Linked DNA regions of Aedes albopictus: region 1 is linked to region 2. Evidence: chromatin contacts called from public Hi-C data. All regions are on one chromosome and are shown on one strand. The core of a region is the stretch at or near the end of the contact, and the rest is flanking DNA. Distances in the headings are between cores, read along the strand shown. Region 1 holds the start of LOC109426430 (aarF domain-containing kinase 1). Region 2 holds the start of LOC109403945 (endoribonuclease Dicer).

What was found. A called contact is a pair of places that touch in the nucleus more often than the background predicts.
Region 1: a Hi-C map of whole body shows a contact between it and region 2, with 9 times the contacts expected there. The contact joins the promoter of LOC109426430 here to the promoter of LOC109403945 in region 2. A contact is called at or near these places in 2 of 3 Hi-C or Micro-C datasets (embryo and whole body).

Annotation. Positions count from the first base shown.
Region 1 is chr3:407,107,037-407,111,370 of AalbF5, reverse strand. It overlaps LOC109426430 (aarF domain-containing kinase 1), which reads left to right and starts at 2,073. Exons shown (of 3, transcript XM_019701938.3): 1 at 2,073-2,297. The region is part of intron 2 of LOC109403726 (sodium-dependent transporter bedraggled); the gene reads left to right.
Region 2 is chr3:406,899,929-406,904,284 of AalbF5, reverse strand. It overlaps LOC109403945 (endoribonuclease Dicer), which reads right to left and starts at 3,103. Exons shown (of 10, transcript NM_001352974.2): 1 at 2,902-3,103; 2 at 1,480-1,527; 3 at 1,255-1,406. The coding sequence starts at 1,494.

The DNA.
Region 1 (4,334 bases), core at 824-3,323, 210 kb before region 2:
CAAAACAGAACAGTACCTGCGAATAAGCGAACGGTTTCGGTGCAAGTTTGCTACACCCGGTGGCAAAGCGGTGCAGGCGGTGCAAATAAACGAATTCGACATTAGTGATCCATTGATAACAAACTGATTAGACAGTAGTGCGAATTCAAGTGCCAATCAGTTCTTATCAGAGTGTGGATGTTTTACCGTGTAGGTATTCGGTTTTCCGTACCTCACACAGAAAAAAACTGTTGTGTAATATTACATCTAAACTGCTGCAACCCGATCAATACGTCTGTTGCATGGATATTACATCGGACTATGTACACATAAGAACAAAAGATTTCACATCAAAACGATGTAATCGTACATAGGAATCGTGATTACATTGATTATTTAGTACATCGGAATGAATTGGCTTCTTTAACGGTTTTGAGATAATGCGATACTCTGAATCTGCATGCAGAGATGGAAACACTCTCATCGTGAATCAACTCGCGAGTGTAAAAGCAACAAACGGTTTACTCACGGTGCCGAGAGTAAACCGTGTGTGAGTTTATTGGCACCCGCTTGCTTCACGAGTATGAAGCAAAACAAAAACAAAAACACTCATGAATTTTTATTCGCGAAGAACAAGTGGAGATGCGGGAATTGCATTTTAGTGCGATTTTAATAGCAAAACAAGTAATTATCCATCAGATAGTAGTGTTTAGTGCTTTATTGTTCCTGAAAAGTTAATCTGTCGGCCGTGTAAATTCGTTTTTTCACATAATTGAAAAATGTTCAGAGCTGCTTCGCGAATCAATCACGAGTGCGACCAGCTTCGTTAGCTCGCGAGTGAAGGAAGTGCGAATATATTCTGGCTTCTGTTGTTCACGTATAGGATAGCTTTGCGTTTGTGTCTACTCAGCTGCATTCCTCACTGTTTTCCATCACTGTCTGCATGTCAAACTGAGCCGAAATCCAAATTTTCACAAGTTTTGGAGCCCACAATTTGAAGTTTGTATGGGAGCGATTTGTCAAATCACCCCTCGTCGCAGTTTGTACTGGGCGGAGCTGTCAAACAGTTACCCAGCTGTCAAAAGGTAATTTCAATAAATCTCTTTGGAATTGATTTTAGGTACCAAAATAAGGATCTAAAAATCTGAAAAAAATCATAGTGGCTTAGAAAAAGGTGCTCTTTCGTATAAAATCAAAAAATCAATAAATTTTTCATAATTTAAAAACCCAATTACATCGGGTGGGTTGCATTTATTTTTTGCTGTGCAGTTTGTTATTCTTCAGCTATTTTGCAAGGGCTGAAAGTCTCTTTAATAGAGACAAATCAATCAATCAATCAATTCAGCCATTTTAAAATAGCTTTAAAATAAATAGCAGGAGAACTCCTGCTCGGGTACTATTATCGTCGCACCACCAAATCGAAGTCGTCGCTAGAAGCACATGCGAAGTTGCAGCTGCGAAGTAAATTTGAATCTATTTTTTCTGTTGCGCATCATTAAGCTAATTAAGAGCAACAATATGCACTAATCCAAATTGAGTTGCGACATTTCTAAGTAGGTTAAAAATCAATTTTCGCACGTTCGGTCACTTCGTATTTCGACCAAAAGCATAATATCTTTTGCTATTAATAAAATTCACCCAAAGGCAGTTTTCCGTGCACTTCGCATGCTACAGCCACGCAACATGCACCGTGGTCGCGCGACAAAAAATGTCGCGTCTCCGACAAAAAACAAAATCCGAAACGTCATTTTTGCTTTCAAGTGCATTTTCTGTCTCGCTCGTTCTTTTTCTTTATTTCATTCATGCATCAGCAGGGATGCCAGAGTGCCAGAACTATTTTGGTAAGGAGAAATTGTTGTACATTCGATAAAAAAAAACAATATTTTTCTGTAATAATTGTTCATAATGTAAAACTGTTTCATTTATAGGTTATTTTGTTGAATTTAGAAAAAAAAAAAAAAAATAACTGCATGCAGATTGCCAACTACACATGCCAAACACATAAAAATCGCAATGTTGTTGATCGATTGTCCATAATGTGCTGCCAGCCCTGACCGCGACACATGCGATTTCACTCCCACCGCCACGCACTTGAATTCATTCAAGCATCAGCCACTGACGGCTGCTGATGCGTAAGCGTGCGCGTGTTTACTTTCTTCATTCATAATTTTATTTAAATACCTAGTGCTGCACTGTCAACACAATCGAAGTGAAATTTTTGTCTTTTACCACCCGAAAATGGAGCTATCGTGACAAATTTGCACATCAATCGAGAGTTCTCAAGCAGGGGAAGCGAAAGGCATCGGTGCACGGACCGGGTAAGAACGACTAAGGCCACCAAATTGGACGATCGTGTACCTAATTTACGTAAGCCCGAATCGAATGATGGTCGACGAATGTCCAACACGCGAATGAAGACCAGCTAAGCTGGATATGACTGCGTTGTGTGTCTGTTTGAAAAGTATTTAGTGTTTGCATTCCACGCTGCTTGCGGGCCAGGTAAAAGCAAGGCCTTCCGAAGAGGATTGGCGGCATTGACTATGAAACAAGTTTTTTTTTTCGGTGTGTGGTATGAATAATTATACAGTTTCATCGCGAGAAGGAACTGAGCATCTGAAAGTTATTAGCATATGGACTATCGCTATGCGTAGGATCCTGAAAAGAGGCGGGTGTGATTTTGGACGACTTGTGGGACTTGTTGCGCACCGGGCAGGGAAACACGCGGATGTGTCAACGTCACAAGGTCAATATCACTCTTCGCAATAGCGCGAAACCAGAATCGCCCGAGCAGACAGGTGTGGGATGTGATATGGTGCCCTTGATTGATATCATTTCGCAACAGGTTACAGATCTGTGCTTGGGGCAAAATTGAGTCGTTTTTGATTTTGAAATTGTTGTAAGTTATTTTAGTGCATAGGTATGTATCTAGGTATATCATGTACAGTGGTTCCGCGAAATGACAAAGAAAGTTACAAAACATGGCAACATATGTGTCGTCATATGAGTGGGGGTGTTGGGTACAGGGTATAGGCCTAAATAGAAAGCTTTGGCGAGTGAACTTTATGGCCCACTGGTTTAATTTTGGTGTATTGTGTATCCTCATCCTATACTTTGTGTTTAAAACCCCAATTTGTTCTAGCATTATCAAGATTATCAAGGTATTGAATTTAAACATTCGTAGTGAAATGAATATATTGAAACTACTTATTCATTTTGTCTTAAATTCCGAATATCTATTTCGTCATTCCGTCAAGTTGATTGGAAATGAAATTTAAAGCAAAATCAAACTTTGTTTTCACTTACTTTGAATCCTGTGCACCCCTGGCGTGGCCAGACTGCAGGTGAAAAGTTTCCATCCTGGGATTGTTCGGCGATATGATCGGATGTAACAATTCCCGGGTAACACATCAGCCGTCTTAATCCAGGATGATGTAGAGCACGCTGTTAGGTAACAATCTGGATAATAAACAAGATAAGGCCGGAACAAATCTCATTTTCTTCTTTTGTCACAATACTCGTTGGCTCGCTAAGGGGGAGGACAAAAATAATAAATGTATTTGACGAAGAAATACCCAAACAATTCGGCAAAATCTATAAACTCATCGGATTTGTTAAGAAATTTTCTGTGCAACTCTAATTTCACCTTAAAATTTTAAAATTTCTTGAATATTTTATTGGTGTCCCCCCTCAAAATGTTGAATTTCGATCAAAATTTTCCGAGGGGGCGGTGACATAAGAGAAAATCGAAATTTGTGTCAGCCTAACTATCAAAAGACAAAATCTAGATTGAGTTTAAATAAGGGCGAAAGTAACATGAAAGAGTTCTCTTCATCGACTTTCTCTTCTTCAAATTAAAGTGACAAGATGCAAGTATGATTGAACTTTTTGGCCATAAATCGCTAGGTTGCGATGCAATCTGGCGTCTAAATGTAAAAAAGTTCGATTGAATTTGCATTTTGTCACTGTATTTTGCAGAAGAGAGAGTCGATGAAGAGAACTCTCTCATGTTACTTTCGCCCTTATTTAAACTCAATCTAGAAATACAGTGTTGCACATATATGACACATTCCACGCACTTCTACGCCAAGGGTGTGAAATTTCAAAGTGATTTTTTTGCCCCAAGCTTTCCAGCATATGAAAAAGGGTAGATTCAATCTTATGAAAACTATTTGTTTTACTTAAAATTTGACTGGTAACGTATTTAAATAGTTTGGTGAAGTAAAAGCATTTTATGTAAGAAAAATGAAATTTTTCATTGATAAGCTTCAAATATGCCTGCTTGCATATGAAAGTTCAAAAACATTATATCTATTTTTTGTAAATGTAGTATAATAATGTATATTTCATACACCCAA
Region 2 (4,356 bases), core at 1,854-4,353:
TGTGCTTCGATATAACGTACATTTTGCTTCGATATAACGTACACTAAAATTTTCGCCAAATTGCGCTAATTTTGGGTGACAAAGCTAATGCTGCAGCACAGCTTAGATTTGACTGATTTCGTAGTCTATCTGAGGGTTATTTCTGGGAAAAAATAAAAAATTCAATGTTGTACGTTATATCGAAGCAAAATGTACGTTATATCGAATTCGCTATATGGAGGGTACGCTATATCGAGGGTACGTTATATCGAAGAATACCTGTACCGGTATTTTACCGGTACTACCGGTACTGTAAGCCCCAGTACCGAAATACCGGTACTCACCAAAAGTGGTCGGTACTGCGACCCCTAGTACGGTATATGGAAAAATTAAGGGATCGACGAATCCATCGAGTTATAGAAAATATCGAGTTGTAGAACATCGAGTTGTAAAGAGTCGACTGTAACATCAATATGTAATAAAATCTAAATTTTTGGCCTAAATTACAGTCATAGCACAATCATGGGTCACCCACAATTATGGGTCAATTCCATTTGAATTGCATAGTGAACTGTCTGACTAATAATTGTGACAGAGTGACCCATAATTATGCAATGACTGTACCAAGCGTTTAACTCAAGTTTTCTCAAGCGTCGGATCACTTTGCAGTCTTCGGAATACTTTTTCAGTATATCCTACTTCGACGTCAGTTACATTGAGTTCTCCAAATTTTATCTCACAAAACCTATCACAAGCCTATCCATATACGAGACTACAAAAGATCTTTGTATTGGTCAATGGCTTGAGACAAAAAAATTCAACTTAAAAAAATGCAAAAAAGTACGTTTTCCCATACTAAACCGCATAAAAATTTCAATCGCAATGCGAAATAGTGGAACGCAATCAATAGCTCCCGAATTTTGTACAGTATTTTCGAACGCTAAAAGGACTCGAAAAAGTTTTGTAAAAAAAAACAACCTGCTTGACCCAGTCTACTGTGCATTGATCTGCGGCCCTTCGTCTGAACAAGAAAGAACGTGAACGTGACATGAACTGTAAGCATTGCTGAATAAGCCAAACTAAACCAGAAAAGCAAAATGGAAATAAACATAACTAATCAGTTCCACTGCTTGTGCTCCCACCGTCTGTTCGATAGGAAACATTGATAGCTTTCAACGCAGCTCTAGAGCCGCATGAGTCATAGCTGCTTGCTGATCAACTTTTATCGCTGTGCCACCCGATTTGAGCAAATAAAACGCAACACTCCATACTCACTTGTCGAGATCACGACCCATTTCCTTGATGGCCATAAGGGCGATATGGGTCTTGCCGGCTCCGGTCGGCAAATATATTATGGTGTTTTTCTGCATGCAAATCAATTTCATCGACCGCTGGTAGTCGCGCGGGACGAAATCATCTTCTTGGGGCTGTGAAGAAACGCAATTATTAGAACAAGAGGCCGAATCCAACGGAAGCAACCATCAATTTTCAGGTTCTTACCATAATCATATCCATGGTGGCGGTTGAGCTCGGTGCATTCAATTAGGACTGTAAAAACGATAATTACAATTAGGCACTTTTGGTCAGTTTAAAGAGAAGATATTTACTGAGAGCAGATTAAAATCAAGAGTAAATTCAAAGAACTTGCACTCCATTCGATAATCAAAAGTTGACTGATGCAATCGTTACTAGAAGTGCTTCAATCGGGGAAAATGCTCATGAATGAAAATTTGCGGGGAGAATATCAACAAACTTGTTCGTCACTGATTGGTCGCTTTCAACAACAAACTGCACTTTCCCCTCTTTTCTTGATATATACAGTGTTGCCATATCGGTTGTGGATTACGAGACGTTTCCTAGTCATCTACTTCAAATTCAATCGAAATATTCTGCAATTTTACATAAAGCGAGCGCATATCGCGTGGAAGCAATGAATATACCGCATTTAGTTCACCACTGGACTGCGAACTGCGACTTCATAAGTGCGAAAACGTAAATAAAAGCGCGCGATTGCATCAAATTAGGTTGATGTCTTCGGCGCACTATTTCTTCAATCTATTGGCGATTTGATGTTGCATGAAGAAGAAGAAGAAGAACGATGGTAATTTGAAAAATCCCTATCCCTATAACACAGGAGAAGATTTTAAAATGCCTCTATAAAATCGAAAACAAAATCTAATTAAAAACGGTTTGATGTACGGTGTTAGACTTTGGACGGACTACATATTGAACGTATAAATTTAAATTTAACATTTTTTTCTTGATAAGGTACTTAATTTGTAGTCCGTCCAAAGTCTAACACCGTACATCAAACCGTTTTTAATTAGATTTTGTTTTAGATTTTATAGAGGCATTTTAAAATCTTCCCCTGTGTTATAGGGATAGGATTTTTTCAAAACACCATCATTCTTCTTCTTCTTCTTCATGCAACAACAAATCACCAATGGTGAACAAGTGCTCTGAAGACACCGAGTTGATTTGATGCAATCGCGCACTTTTATTAGCGTTTTCGCACTCGTGAAAACTAGTGCGATAGTCCAGTGGTGAACTAAATGCGCTATATTAATATTAATACTTATATGAACACAGAATAGACACCACGGACTGCAAAAAGCAAGGGCCTGGTTTTCGTCACCGATTTTCAGTTTTTTTTTTTTTTTCAATCATAAAAATGTTTAGCCTTGATTCATTATTATTTCAGTAACGTTTACGTAAAAATTTCGGTTCGAGACACTAATGCTTGCATTTTGATTTTAACACGTCTGGAAAATAAAATGAAATTTGGGAACCTCGCTAAACAGATTAGCATCGCGGAGTCCAGAATGTTCGGGAATGCACTGGGTGCAGGCACGCCTAGGCAAGAAACCAACAGAAACAACAACAAACTTCCACGAGAGAAAAAGAGATAGGTTCAAGACTTACCGAATACTTCGTGGACGTGGAATTTCGTGACTTTTCTGTACAAATTATACCACACACTACGCCGGTAAGCTTCTAATTGTAAACCTCACAAAGAACATTTAACGCAAACGATTGAACAAAAACGGCAAACTATTTTTCTCGTAGAAATAACTGCGAATGAAAAATTTCTTGTCTTTCGAAAAGACTGCGGCCTGCTGTGTGTGACCGGCCCCCTATGACGAAGCCGGACGGAAGAGTGAACAGCAACAGAAACAGGACAACGGAGCGAAAACAAAAACGAGGGAGCACCCATTAGTAACATGCTACACTAGCGTATGACAAGCACAAGACGCTACAAATCGTTTGCGACATGACATACGTTCTAGGCTGGTATGCACCAGAGCTGCCACATTACCTGTATTCCGTACACGAAAAAAGTTGGCACCCCCTCGTTTATTTTGCTAGGGAATCGCGCCACTTGGGCGGTGGCTTCTATATTCGTCTGTTTTCCACTATAACTCAGTCAAATTTGAACCAATTGACACAACTTTTGGAATGTGGTGAGATAGGTATAGTATCTACCCGTGTACAACATTTCAAGTCAATTGGTTCAGAATTGACTGAGTTATAGTGGGAAACAGACGAATATAGAAGCCACCGCCCAAGTGGCGCGATACCCTACCTCAAAGTATTTTACTAGGACTGAAAGCTTAAAAAATAGTTCCAAAATATACTATTTTTTGAGTTAACAAACTTGTTCCATTGCCTTGCGGTTAAAAAATAAACGAGGGGGTGCCAAATTTTTTTTCATATACAACCCTGTATGTGGCAGCTCTGGTATGCACCATCAGATAATTTGTTGGTAAACGAGTCGCCCAGAGCCGATGCACACGGGCGGCGCGTCCACGCAGCGTGCACGCACACGCTAAGGTCAGTTTACCTAAAAATAGGTAATCGATTTACCCATATTTGGGTTTTACATTCAAAACCCATAATATGGGTAAAATATACTGAGAAAAAACGGTAAAATTTACTCATATTAGCAGTAAAGTCCATTTTCCCAAATATGGGTAACTTGGCATTACCCATATTTGGCTGAAAAATAAAAGTGTTTGTCTACAAACGACTGACCAACAAGTTGGAGCAGCATCCAAGGCAGGAAATTCTTAAGAAAATTGGATTTATTTGATATTAAAAGGTAAGCTAATACCCGCATAGGAAAATACAGTTTGCCTTAGACTCCAAACAGCGAAACTCCTCTAACTGGTAAGGTTACATTTTCCCAAATTGTTGCATCTCAGTTGAACAACGTGAACCAAAGCTCTTTGTACTATCAAAAACAGCATAAACAACCTAAAGCAAATTGTTACAATATATTGTAGTGTTCAAATAATGTTGAATAATATGAGAATGAAACATTTCAATAAAAAGTTGAAATATGCCTTCACATTATGCCAAACGGTTTGTTTGGATAGT